Linked DNA regions of Scylla paramamosain: region 2 is linked to region 1. A link is a contact called in public Hi-C data. All regions are on one chromosome and are shown on one strand. Each heading gives the region's core, a stretch centred on a gene start, on an enhancer-like site or on the middle of the called end of the contact. The rest is flanking DNA. Distances are from core to core; before and after follow the strand shown. Region 1 overlaps LOC135108693. Region 2 overlaps LOC135108749.

Evidence for each region. Hi-C and Micro-C count contacts between places; a contact is called where the count stands out from the background.
Region 2: a Hi-C map of testis shows a contact between it and region 1, with 2.7 times the contacts expected there. The contact joins two enhancer-like sites. A contact is called at or near these places in 2 of 2 Hi-C or Micro-C datasets (muscle and testis).

What each region holds. Positions count from the first base shown.
Region 1 is chr2:4,413,261-4,419,965 of ASM3559412v1, forward strand. It overlaps LOC135108693, which reads left to right. Exons shown (of 8, transcript XM_064019829.1): 8 at 854-3,266. The coding sequence ends at 945. Among protein-coding and RNA genes, the nearest start is that of LOC135108693, 17 kb to the left of the region's middle. Within about 2 kb of position 4,346, the one cell type or tissue checked has an H3K27ac peak away from gene starts, as active enhancers do.
Region 2 is chr2:4,505,585-4,511,957 of ASM3559412v1, forward strand. It overlaps LOC135108749, which reads left to right. Exons shown (of 40, transcript XM_064019831.1): 6 at 1,815-1,958; 7 at 2,150-2,238; 8 at 2,409-2,613; 9 at 4,984-5,144. Among protein-coding and RNA genes, the nearest start is that of LOC135108812, 26 kb to the right of the region's middle. Within about 2 kb of position 5,092, the one cell type or tissue checked has an H3K27ac peak away from gene starts, as active enhancers do.

The sequences.
Region 1 (6,705 bases), core at 3,096-5,595:
ATACATGAAAACACTTGTACTTTTATTTGTTGAATTATTTGCTAGTATTGTTTACCTTAAAATGTTTCATTTTGTACTGTTATAATTGGTCAGTAAAGTGCAGTATAGTGGCGACAAATAGACTAGGTTCTCCCATTAATATGTTGCCACTATTAAGTGTAAGTGTTCTGTTGACATTCTTGTTATCAGTATTGGTGCAGTGACACAGCACAAAAAAGGAGGTACTTTCTTATGTGGGCAACATGAAAACCTCTACCATTCAAGAAGTTCACACTTTTGTAGTCAGTGATATGGCTGAATGTTGTCACACATCATTGGTAGTAGAATTGTTAGAATTTTCTCATGTGTGAGTTGTTTACTGTTATGATCTGGAGATAATTTAATGAATTTGTTTTCATTTGTTTTCATTTGGCTGGGACACAACACGGTGCAAAAAGGAATGATCCCAGGAGTAGTGGAATAATGCAGGTGCAGGATGGTTAGGGTGAAGTGTACTGTAGCAGCACAGCACACACTGTACATACTGCTCTCTGTAAATAATAAAGTGAACAGAGAAATTAAGTGTACATGAATTAGTTGACCTTGTCCATTGTTATCATTGTAGTTAACAAGGGAAGGTATTATTGTTTTCAAAGTAGTGTTGGAATAACTACATTACTGAATTGCATTTATGAATATTTCTGTGCAACAAGCTTGAGTGATGGATATGATTACTGTGTTATCTAAACTGTTGATGTGGAACTGGTAAGTACATATAGTACAGATTCTTTTCAAATTTAAAGCTTCTGTTATTTATAGCATGTCAATCAGAGGTTCATTTTATTAAAGAGCATATTTACTTTCCCCCACACAGCTGTGGTTGTGCAGGTTCGAGCCTGGACAAAAATGGCCTTCAAGCGGAAAAATGAAAGTGCTTTGCCCATGCGTCTGTACCGGCCTGTGTAGGGGAGTGCCCAGTGGGTGTGGCACTGTAGACGGTGCTGGTGTATCAACAGACTTTTCTAAGCAATTACAGTAATTTCCTTGATGAGGCAGTATTCTTCCTGCTGGGAGCACTTACTCAGGGCACAATTAGTATAACACATCAGCTTTAGTGACATGCTCAGGTATGTTAGGTTAAATTTACCAATGTTTTGTTGCACTTTGTAAACTTAAAAGATGAAAATTAATTCACATTAATGTCTTCATGTGAGTTGATTGTCTCACCCAATGGATTGAAGGACTAGAGTCACTAGATAGGTAGGCAGAGGAACAGACCTAGATAGAGAAGTAGATGGTAGATGCATTATTGTTCCCTATTGTAAAGTATATAAACATTTAGGAATTATGACATTTAATCATTTACAAATATTTTTATGAGATTATACCAAATAATAAAAGAAACTTATTTTTCATTTTTTAATGTCGCATACATATATTTATTTACCAGCTTTTAGGTAGCATAAATATTATTAAATGCACCGAACAATTGGCCTTTATCTTCAAAACTATGGCATGCCAGAGAGAGAGAGAGAGAGAGAGACCCGTCTTTATGTTCCTACAAGAAAAAAAAAATCAAATCTGAGTCTGATTCTAAGACTACCACCACCACCTACTACTGGTATTGCTATTACCGCCACCATTGCCACCGTCTCTATTACCGTCTATTATTACTACTCAAACCCTTGGATTAAATCGTCCTTCATTCCTGCAAAGCCACAGAGACACACATACACACACACGATGAACTGGAAGTTTACGACCCCACGTGAGGGTCTCCTTCCCCCTTAAGCCTAAAGTGTCAGCTATTGTTAGTATCACTTCCCTGACATCTCGCCCGCCACCGACAATTCCTCATCTCACAGAATGGTCGTCACTCCTTCAAACGTTGATTAAGCACCTGATGTTTCCCTTGCTGGATCTTATACACGTGTTCAAAGAGGGTGATCATAGTGAGAAGGAAGCGTAGGTAGATGTACAGAGAAAGGCAAAAGTAAGGTAACTTCACCAGTTTCTTATGTAAACTTCCCGTTTGTAACAACTCGCTACCTCAGCCTCATTCACATGTTTAGATGTGGTGGGTCAAAGAGAAGGAAGGGAAGATGACTGGTGAGAAAGAGAGAAGGGGTTAGGTAAGGTAGCCAACCTCTCCGGTCCCTTATATAAATTACCTGATTGTGACAGGTCACCGGTCCTCACATGACTGGGGAATTCACGTGTGTGGGATGAAATATCTCGCCTGTGTTTCCTTGTATCCTCGTGTCACCACTCACTCGTGTCAGCCACAGCACACCACGCCTCGCAGATACTGCTATATTTGTGCTAGGGAACTGATGTTACTCTCTCTCTCTCTCTCTGTCTCTCTCTCTCTCTCTCGGTTGTGACAGCGTGTTTTAGCGATGACTTTCTTGGCAGTTGATGGTACATATACTAGGTATTTCAGCAACCCTTTCAGTATCGTAAAGCCAGTAATGACATTCTGGATATTATTTAGAGGATTTTACTAAGTTTAGGATGATATTTTTAGTTATTGAAAGGTTAAAAAAAATCTATACATAACTATTTTCTATACTTACTCAGCCCTGATTAACAACAGGTGAATATATGTAACTTGGACTCTGTAGTATGAATGGCTTAACATTTTTTTTTTTATCCAACTTTGTGTGTGTGTGTGTGTGTGTGTGTGTGTGTGTGTGTGTGCGCGTGTGTTCTATGGTTAAAATTATGTAGTACCTAATATAAATAAACATATCCACACCAGCCCTACGTAGTAGCACCCAGTCGGTGGTTGGCCTGGTGCCTCTCGCTGTGCCTCATGACCCGCATCATCATGCAAGAAGCGGAGTCGATTTAGAACTTTGGCGCGGCGCTTGTGACCCTTTAGAGATAGAATCCTTTCCTGTTCTACACTGATTTGTTATTGTTGTTGTTGTTGGTGGTGGTGGTGATGGTAGTAGTAGTAGTAGTAGTAGTAGTAATAGTAGTAGACAATGATATCACCAGGTTATAATTCATTCGTATGTAGTTCAAAGCGCACGATGCAAGCAACAACAGAATATATATCCAACCACACACCTCAAATCAACACACTACAGTGACTACACCATTTCACAATCACCAAGTAAAATCTGACACCATAAGTACTACGTCCTGACAACATCAAAACAGTATCACGCAACATCGCCTGCTCTCAATACAAACCCACCCACGCACTATCACCACGCACGTAGGCAAACACTAAAAAATAAATAAATAAATAAATAAATAAAATAAAATAAAATCTTGCACTTAATATTTACTTTCCCCTTTCAGTATCTATGTCACAGGGTTGTTACTAGGGCCTGGCTGGGAAGAAGCAATGTGACTGGCCCATCATGGAGGCGGCGGCTGCCCAGAAACCAAGTTAGGGAAGGGGAGGGGGAGAATACCGTGTGGATACTGCGTAGTGGGGTGACGGGCACGCCGGTCTCACGTGACGAGGGTAGCGTTGTGGGGCGGGGGGGGGGGCGGGGAGGGGACACGGGTGGGGATGGGGAGAGGCGCGATGACAGCCGGGAAGGTGTGGGGAAGGGGGGGGACGGGAGAGGTGAGGGGTGCAGGTGATGGGAAGGGAGTGTTGGAAAGCTTGGAGTGGGACAGGTAGGTGTGTAGGTGGGTGGTGGTAGGCTGGTGGCAGGTCATGTTGTGTGCGAAACGCTTCTCTCTCTCTCTCTCTTGAGGTCGAGGCCACCTAGTGCTTACATCTGATAAGAAACGTTATGCATGACAGCTGATAATAAATAAAGCAATAAATCTCTCTAAGAGAGAGAGAGAGAGAGAATTTCCACCCAAACTTTTTACCGCTCCGTTTCATTCCCCTCCCCTTCCAACCGTCACCCCACAACACAGCTTCCTCCCACATACCATATTGCCTCAGTGGCATACGATGCATGACCATCCTCACCAAGCAGGAAAAAATCAGTTTCTAAAAGCAGCTTGCTTGCACTGTTACCAAGTAAGCTTAATGCATTGTGTTGGTAATAACAAGTGTAGGATAGGTAAGGATGCACTGGGGCATCACAACCAATAATTTAGTTTATGCGCATGAGTGAAGCAGTGCTGAGGCAAAAACTGAATAAATGACTGCATGGAGAAGAGAGGACCGATAAAACATGATATATAACAAGAGGGGGCACTGCGCCTGCGCCGGGTTGGGAAATTAAAGCCACAGCAGACGACCTCCACCCCCAGTACGCGCTAGGCCGGCAGAGGGGTAGGACACCACACCGCGAGCTGCTCTCTTGTGACAGAACGTACTTCACATACTGATAACATACTAAGAAAAGAGGGAGCAAGCGTGTACGTGACGGCTCCTGATTGAGTTAAGCAGTCTAGCTTTTGTAAGACGTTCCCGCGGTTTTAGTTTCGTGTCGGTATAAGCTTAGTTGTGTTCTCCCGGCATCAGGAAGGAAGGAGGAGGACGGCAGTGCACCAACCCGGCGTTTATAGGTAAGTGGCACGTGCTGTCTTGTTTCGCGGCGCCAGGGTGTCGGCCCAGGTGTTCGTGTGGTGTGAAAGATATCAGGAGCGGCGGGCCCTGTTTCCTGTGAGGCGTGGAGGTGTGCGAGGCAGTACTGGAGGCGCTGCAGTGTGGGAGGAAAATGAGGCGTGTTTGGCTAGACGCCGGCCGGTGACTGACTGGTGGTGGTAGTGGTGGTGGTGGTGGTGGTGGTGAAGTGTGCGGTGTAGGGAGTGTGTTTGCTTATGTTTCTTTTAGTGGCATGAAGGATTGGGTTGAGAGAGAGAGAGAGAGAGAGAGAGAGAGAGAGAGAGAGAGAGAGAGAGAGACGTATATATCAATAGTAATTATATCCAGATGATTATCATGCAGAAATATAATTATAGAGATACAATCATAATTCAGAGATAAGGGAGGAAGGAGCATGACAATAATTATAGTTTGTATCAGTGCCGTATGATCGCCACGCTGCTGCACGCACGGGGCTGGCCACTGCTCCTAGTGTCCGGAAATAGCTCACATTTTTGCAACAGGAAGGAAGGAAGGAAGGAAGGAAAGTCGCGTCTCAAAGTTATGTTTATTTTTGACACCTGCTTCCGTACACAAGATTCTCGTTTTTACCTGTACCTTCACCCTCTCTGCCGTGTATTAGTGCAGTTTGTAAAGTAACGTAGCGAAATATACAGAGAGAGAGAAAACGTCATAATGATAGTAAGGAGCTTCTTGTCTACTTTTCCTAATCACATGAAATATATAAATGATTTGCTGACGGGATAAATTTTTCCTCATTCAGTAGTAAACAGGACGTAGTTTACCTATATAGTTTACCGTAATTCCCAGTGACGTAAGTAATTCTGGGCTACAGGGAGGGTATCACGTCAGATTAGTATAATAACTCCTTTGGGATTACCAGAGGCTTAGTTAATAATCCTCCGAGAGGCTGCCCAACGGAAAGGGAAAGGAGATGGTATGGGTACATAGTTAATTTTTATGGAGAAATGTAGAAATTAAAGTGGGTTAGAAATTAAGGTAGGAAATTGTGTAAAACTATTTCCATGGAATCTTATGTACTATGACGTATTTACAATTCAACATATCGTCAGTATTCAAAGAATCTTAGAGAATCACAACAAATGCGTAGAAAAGTATTTATGATTTTCCTTCTGTTAATTCCTCACATTATTAAACTTTAAACAGTAATCATTTTTCATACATGCACTTAACAAGCTCTGTGGTACTTCATGTTGAGATATCTAGAAAAAAAAAAAATGTATATAATAACCTTCCTCCCTAAAGATTAATTTATGATACGGACAATTTCTTAGATTATAATTTTTCAGAGGCAAGTGATAGCGATAACTCTTCAGCATTATCAGTGAGGCAAGGATGTTGGGGACGCGCTGGAGGCTGGGTGGTTGGGACAGGGAAGGGGCGGACGAGGGTGACGAAAGCTGGGATGAAGCAAGCAGGGGTGAGGGACTTTCTTGCTGCTCATTCCAGGTATTGACGTTGCGTGTGAGGGTGGGGACCGTTTGTTTTGGTGAGAGAGAGAGAGAGAGAGAGAGAGAGGAGAGAGAGGAGAGAGAGAGAGAGAGAGAGAGAGACGAGAGAGAGATGAGAGGAGAGGAGAGAGAGAGAGGAGAAGAGAGAGAGAGAGAGAGAGAGACTCAATCACACACACCACACACAGTCAAGATTACGAAAAACAACACTATGCGCTTGCCAATTACTAAAAAAAATCGCTTGTACTACATGCCTTACAGTCTAACAAGATAGCATGACTCATTTAATTAAGCTCACAAACCACACACACACGTCTTCGCACATGAAAAAAATAACGAATACAAAGGCAACAGCCCCGGCACGGTCATACATACATCACTATGCAAATCATGGACATCGCTACCGTTGGGCCGCGAGTTGCAGGTTGCGGGCAAGGACGAGGAGGCGGGGTGTTGTGTTGGTCTGAATTGTGTTGACGTGTTGTGGGCTGGCCGACACGACTCGCGCTCTCCCGAGGTTCAAGGTGACGCGCTTTAAGTTTGCACGCACGTGGGAAGGAGCTGGAGGCCTGCAGGGATTGGAGAAGAATAACAGTATAAATGAAATAACAAAAGAAGTGTCATGTTTACTGGTATAGACAAGAAGCGGCGAGTCAAGTTTTCTCTGGTGTTCTCTGGTCTTAACAGTGTGTGACCTTGGGGATGACAGCCACGGTTTGTTATTGT
Region 2 (6,373 bases), core at 3,842-6,341, 93 kb after region 1:
AATGCTTTCATGTGTCTTCCCCACACTTGCATTGTGGTGAGGACTCCTTCCCAGTGAAGATGTGCAAGTTGCATTCGTTTTGAAGATGTGTAAGTTGCACTCGTTTTGCTTTTAATTTCCCTGAAAGTCCTTGTCAGGCTTTTTAGGAACCTAAGAATTTTAATGCACGACAGAAAAAAATTACTGGCAGATTCTTTGGTTTGGTATGTAGATGAGTCGCGAGATCAGAACAGTCTCGTTGCGCCCTCAGAATTCAGTCTTATTGCGTTGTCAGAACAGTCTTGTTCAGCTTTCGCCACTGTGTGGATGAGGAATAATACCGTATAATGCAGACTCAAATAATAATTTCTCGTTAGTGAGTTGGTTGTGTTCTTGGAAGGAAACAAAAGTTATGAAGTTTTCTTGGAAGCTCCGTAATCCCACTTGTTATGTGCACTTCGCAAACAGTTTTCATTACCAAGTTCATGGTGTTCATATTGTTCAACACAAATTCGAGTGGCGGCTTTTACCTCCGCGAGAGAAAACCTTGTGTTGGATCAGCAAGTGTGTGTTTGTCTCGCCCTCGTTGGCATTGTTTTGGCTTATTTGTGAAATGAATTTTGCACTTAAGGTAACTAGGTCATCGTCTCCTTTCCTTGAATGGGAGCTAACCCTCTGACCGGATAGCTTTAACTTGTGTGGCGGGCTTTTGACCAATCCCAAGGCTTGGAACCGTGCCTCTCCCATTGACGTCACGGGTCCCACCGCCAATCAATAGCGCCCTCCTGCGCCATACCCTTTTGACGTCATCCTCTGTAAGCCAATGGGCAGACGAGGAGGAGAGTGAGGGAGCTGGAGATGAGGACCACTGACTGAAGGAGGGGACGGGAGAGAAGAATGGGGGAGGGCGTGATTTGAAAGTCTGAGCCAACACCGATAATGTACGTGAAGGCGCTGCTGTTGGTGTTATACGTCGGGATATTCAAACCCAGCCTTTCAAACTACGTGAACCTTCGATGAATTTTGATCAGCTGTATCTCAATCCCCGTAACGCGATCCCTCTAGTCTAGACAGGCTTTAGTTTCTTGCAGCATATTAGAAAATGTAAGACCGGAGCTCCACTGGTTATGACGCGACAAATGTAGCTTTTCATGTGATTGACAAATAGACATAGACGTGTCGATGTAGGTAGATGTAGGTAGATAGGTAGATGGATAGATGGGCAGGTAAGTGATAGGCTGTCAGACAGATAGCTCGAACTTCTGTTTTCTGCTATTCGTATGAAGTGAGGGCGTAGAAGGACCAAACACCCTTTAGCCACTGCCGCTGAGTAGTAGGAAACGATGCTTTTTCGTTTCTTCTTCTTCTTCTTCTTCTTCTTCTTCTTCTTCTAACTTCATTCTTGAAGTACACAGTGATTCATGTCTAGGGCAACGCGTATTACCCAAAGTGAGTCGCAAAGAGGAGAGCAAATGGTCTTGGCAACGTAAGATCGAAAGTTCCTTCCCTCTGAAGTACAAGGGAGTACTGGTTGCAGTTATTCCTGAAGACAGGGGGAAGCCTTTTGTATTCTTTGCGAACCATTCTTCATTTTCATGGGTTATTAAGTTACCTTTGTTCATTCAGTTTGACTCTGTTTCGTAATTTCACTTTTTTTTTTTTTTTTTTTTTTACTTTTCACTCACCTTTTTTTTTATTTTTCACTTCCACCCTCTGTAAATTCTTGTAACCTTACGTATATATTGATGTTTGCCTTTCGTAAATTCGTATATATCTTCACATATTCTTCCATCAGCTTCATAAACGCCCATACATCGTTTCACCTTGCCACCCAGGTCTGGATGGCGAGGAAGCAGGCCACCCACAACCTGGTGCGTCCCGGCGCCAGGTTCTACATCTGCTCGCTCTCCACCACCACTGTCGTCTACAAGGGACAGCTCACATCAGACCAGCTCTGGACCTACTTTTCTGACCTGCAGGTGAGTTATGAATTGTTACTTGCAAGCTTTTGTTTGGTCTTTGTTGTATATTTAGTTCTGCACATGCAGCGATATTTGTGGGCAGCCAACGATTAGATTCCGGTCAGTTAGCTGCTGCAGAATGTCATGGACTGAAGATACACTGTTACAAGTAAGTAGTATAATGTAAAGAAAATCCTTCACAATTTCAGAATCCCGATTTCGCAACCTACATGGCGCTGGTCCACACGAGGTTCTCCACCAACACCTTCCCCTCCTGGGAGCGCGCGCACCCCCTCAGGTAAAGTATTCATGGGTTTCGCTGCATTATATCACTATTCTTCGTAGCTCCAATTAAAAGTAATCCAAACCTGTAGTAGATATATAAAAAAAGTATCACCAACTATACTCCATGTAACTTGCAATGCTTAATACTCGTAAAGACTAGTAGTAATATTTGCCTCTGCTCAGGATGATGGCTCATAACGGTGAGATCAACACTCTGCGAGGGAACGTGAACCTGATGAAGGCCAGGGAGGGCGTGATGAAGAGCAAGGAATTCGGGAGTGATCTGAGCAAGCTGTACCCCGTGGTGGAGCCCAACCTGTCTGACTCCGGTGCCGTGGACTGCTGCCTCGAGTTTCTGGTGATGGCTGGCGGCCGCTCCCTGCCCGAGGTCAGTGTTGATTTGTAAACTCATTATACTATAACAGTATTCATTTTTGTCGTTAATTCGCAGCTTCCAAATCCTTTTTTTATTAACATATTTGCTTAATTTATTTATTTATATATTTTTAGTTGATTGTATTTGAGAACATGCGCGCAATTGAACTCTTGAACACTGAATGAAGTTTAAGTAGTTGATGTGATCTCAGATTAGAAAAAAAAAAAAAAGCAGTCATTTTTCAACCATTGCAGGTATTGGTGTTCAAGATTGCTTGCTGAAATATTGTGCTAACGGGAATAATGTCCATTATAAAACTCAGCCTTATTATCACAGAGCAACATTTTAATTTCATGCTACCAAATCTCTTTATTAATTGCGAAACATTAGAAATGCGTGTAACGGAAGAGGAGATGCATGTGCTGCCACAAGTACCGAGTGGCAAACGCATTCTTCACGACGCAGGCAATACCATCAGCCACATGACATTATCTGAATATGAAATTAAAAGAAAATGTGGTACTGATTATTGTTTTTTTTTTCTTCTTTTTTTTTTTACAATTTCTCTATTATTTATGTCAAAATCAACATGTCCACTTATATTATGAAGCGATAGGAACACATTCTTACCTTGATCTTTCTTTTTTTAAGAATACATTTGCGTGTTCTCAAAACAATTACGTACTTCTTGTTAGTATCTTTACAAACAACACGATAATGTAATGAAAACGACAGCAAAGGTGAGTCGCAGGATCTTGGCATCTTGCATCAAAGTCTGTCATTGTAATAAAAGAAGACCGTGACCTATCCTGCAGATCGTCTGTTGATATCCAGTTGTAACAGAACACGGACCAGTGATACATACAAAGCCTCGTGCATATTTATGAACCCTCCGTAAATATACAGACAGTATTAGTAGTTTATTGAAAAAGAGTGAATACCTGTATTTACCGAAGTTGTATTAATATTTATAACCTGTACTTTCTACTGACAAACAAATATTTGTAAACAAGATGTGATGTTTCATGTAATTTTTTTTTAAATGCATGCAGAACAATGGATTAGGCGGCAGGCAGATGTGTGTACGAGATGGACTTCATGTAGACTCTTGCAGGAGTGTATTGTTGGAGTTGACAGTGCTACAACACGTGTTGTGTGAGCTGGTGTACATTATAAATCACAAAACTATATTAGCCAAAGAACTTTTTTCTTTTTTTTTCAGCTAATGGTGTAGACTGGATGGGGGATGAAACATTGTAAGGCAGAAATTTGATGAAACTGTATAGTTGGTTGAGTAATGACGCTGTAACGACGTCATAAAGACAATTTGTGGAACCCTCATGTGATAGGTATGTTCATAGGAAAGTGTTTAGACAAGAGAAACACTCACTCACCATGCTCACGAAAGTAATAACCTTGCTCACACATTACTTCACATTTTCACTGGTGAGTCACAACTAGAAGAAGGTGATAAAAATTATTGTCGTCGTTAAACAACACATCGCAGTCACCCGCACACTGTAAAGCGCTTTCTTTCAATATTTAGTCCATTTTATACTGACAATCCTTACAAAACTTGACACCTGATAAGGTTTTAGCAGATCAGATAAAATAAGATCGTAGAAAAAGACGCAAAACACTGTGTAAATAAATGTGGCAGATTACCCGACTTGAGGCAACGACTGTGCTGTGTGGCAAGGATTCAAAAGTACCCTTCACTGATGCCTTGCTGGTAGCATCCCCATGCCATATATGATAGATATCCTCACACCTTCAGAAGTAAAATATATGCCTCCCTTATTGTCTAGGGGCTTTAATGTATTTATCTGACCTGTAATACAAAGGCACAAAGAGGTGTCAAGTGCGGCAAGTGAACTTGTTAAATTAAGTGAAGCAAATGTACCGCTCACTGCCTGCAGCAGTGGAGACCAAGCATTTTATAGTGTTTTACAGCTCCATTACTTGACTGGACGTCCTGACTCTTCATTAACATTTATCAGGGTATGTAACTGACTGTTATTTGACCGTCTAGTGGGCGGACTCGAAATGTACAGATGAAGGGCATGGTCTGAATTCAGTCACTATGCCACTACTTAACCCTCTTTCGGCTACGTAGCTCAACTGAACTGCAAGTAATGTTAAACAAGTAACGTTTTATGTAAAACAGAATTTTAGTCATTAATGTCGAGGGATCAATGACTTTAGTGTTCTTCACGTTTACAGCTAAGAGTGCACGGTCAGGCAGTGTTGGAATGAAATTCGAATAATGACCCTAAGGAAGTGAGGTATATACTGTGTAACACTGGTGATGGTGAACACTATTATCCTTGTATCATTATCCTTGTGATGCATTGCAATTCTTCAAAAACATACCCTTTCCAGGCCATCATGACCATGGTTCCTGAGGCCTGGCAGAATGATGCGCTGATGCACCCAGAGAAGAAGGACTTTTACCGGTGGTCAGCCTGCGCCATGGAGCCCTGGGACGGACCTGCTCTCATGACTTTCACTGACGGACGCTACATTGGAGCAATTCTGGATAGGTGGGTACCATTCCACCCTGGTTTTAATACATTCTCCTTCCCAGACACCTGACACACTTGCACATGAGGAATGAAGCAGTGAGGGGTTCTCTCACTGTATTTAGCTGTAAGACAGGTTGGTGCAACACGGGCCAGTTTGCGTCATGCTACAAAAGATAACATGCAGAAGTTGGCATCTGTGTCTGTCCCTCTCCTGAATTTGTGTTTGCTCCTATGATGCCTGATTTGTTCAAATTAAAGCATATATTTACTGCATTTTTGCTTGTAGATGCACAGTAGATTACAACATAAGAAGCTTCCGGGAAGCTTGATAAGTCTTAAAATGATCTGTGTTTGGCATGTTTAATGTTCTGGATGGAATGAAAGTCTATAAATAAGCTTAAGCTTAAAATTAGGTTGATCAGTATTTTACAGCCATCCATGATTAGTTCCTAAGGAATGATCACTCATTAGATTTATTTAAGCTTGCAATTGAAATATGCACTATATATGACAGGATCATCAAAGCATCCTGATGTGATTGATTTAAAATGAGTAAAAATTACAAAAGAAAATGTTGGTTTTATGGAGCTGTGACCATGCTTTGAGCCGTGTTGATCCACTACAGAGTGTTGTCTCCCAAGCATTACCAACATGCATGTCACTGGGGTGTTACATTGTGAGGCACAAAACTAGTCATTACAGCTTCTCATGTCCTTTGATTCCAATAGGTAGTGCATATACAACACATGATTTCTTAAATATCTATTGTCATTGTAACTGTGTAAGTAAGCATTAGTATGTCTGGTGGTGGAAGTAAATATTAAAAGGGGCATTCTTTGTATGATTAAAAGATCTGATTTCACTGAAATAAGCAGAGCTGGTCACTTTGTTAATCACTTCTGCAAATTGCAAATTACAAAATTGCAGGAGTGTCATTTTGTTTCCAAATTTGCATTTGGAACAAATTTTATACAAAAATTTTTACTTTGCATCTGTGGAAGTATTCCCACATATGCAGACTTGCTCACAAACTTACTCTTGTTCTCGACAGAAAGTCAAATATATTATATTAATATGTACAGATTTAAAATGTAATCTATATTTTACATTTTATCTTGTATTTTCCATTCAGTACTACAAACAGTTTCCAAATTTTGTAAAATCATTTATTGTTAGTTAGAGTAGTTACATTACTCAGACTAGCAATAGATGATACAGATACATGGCTGTAGGTAGTGGTTGAGTAA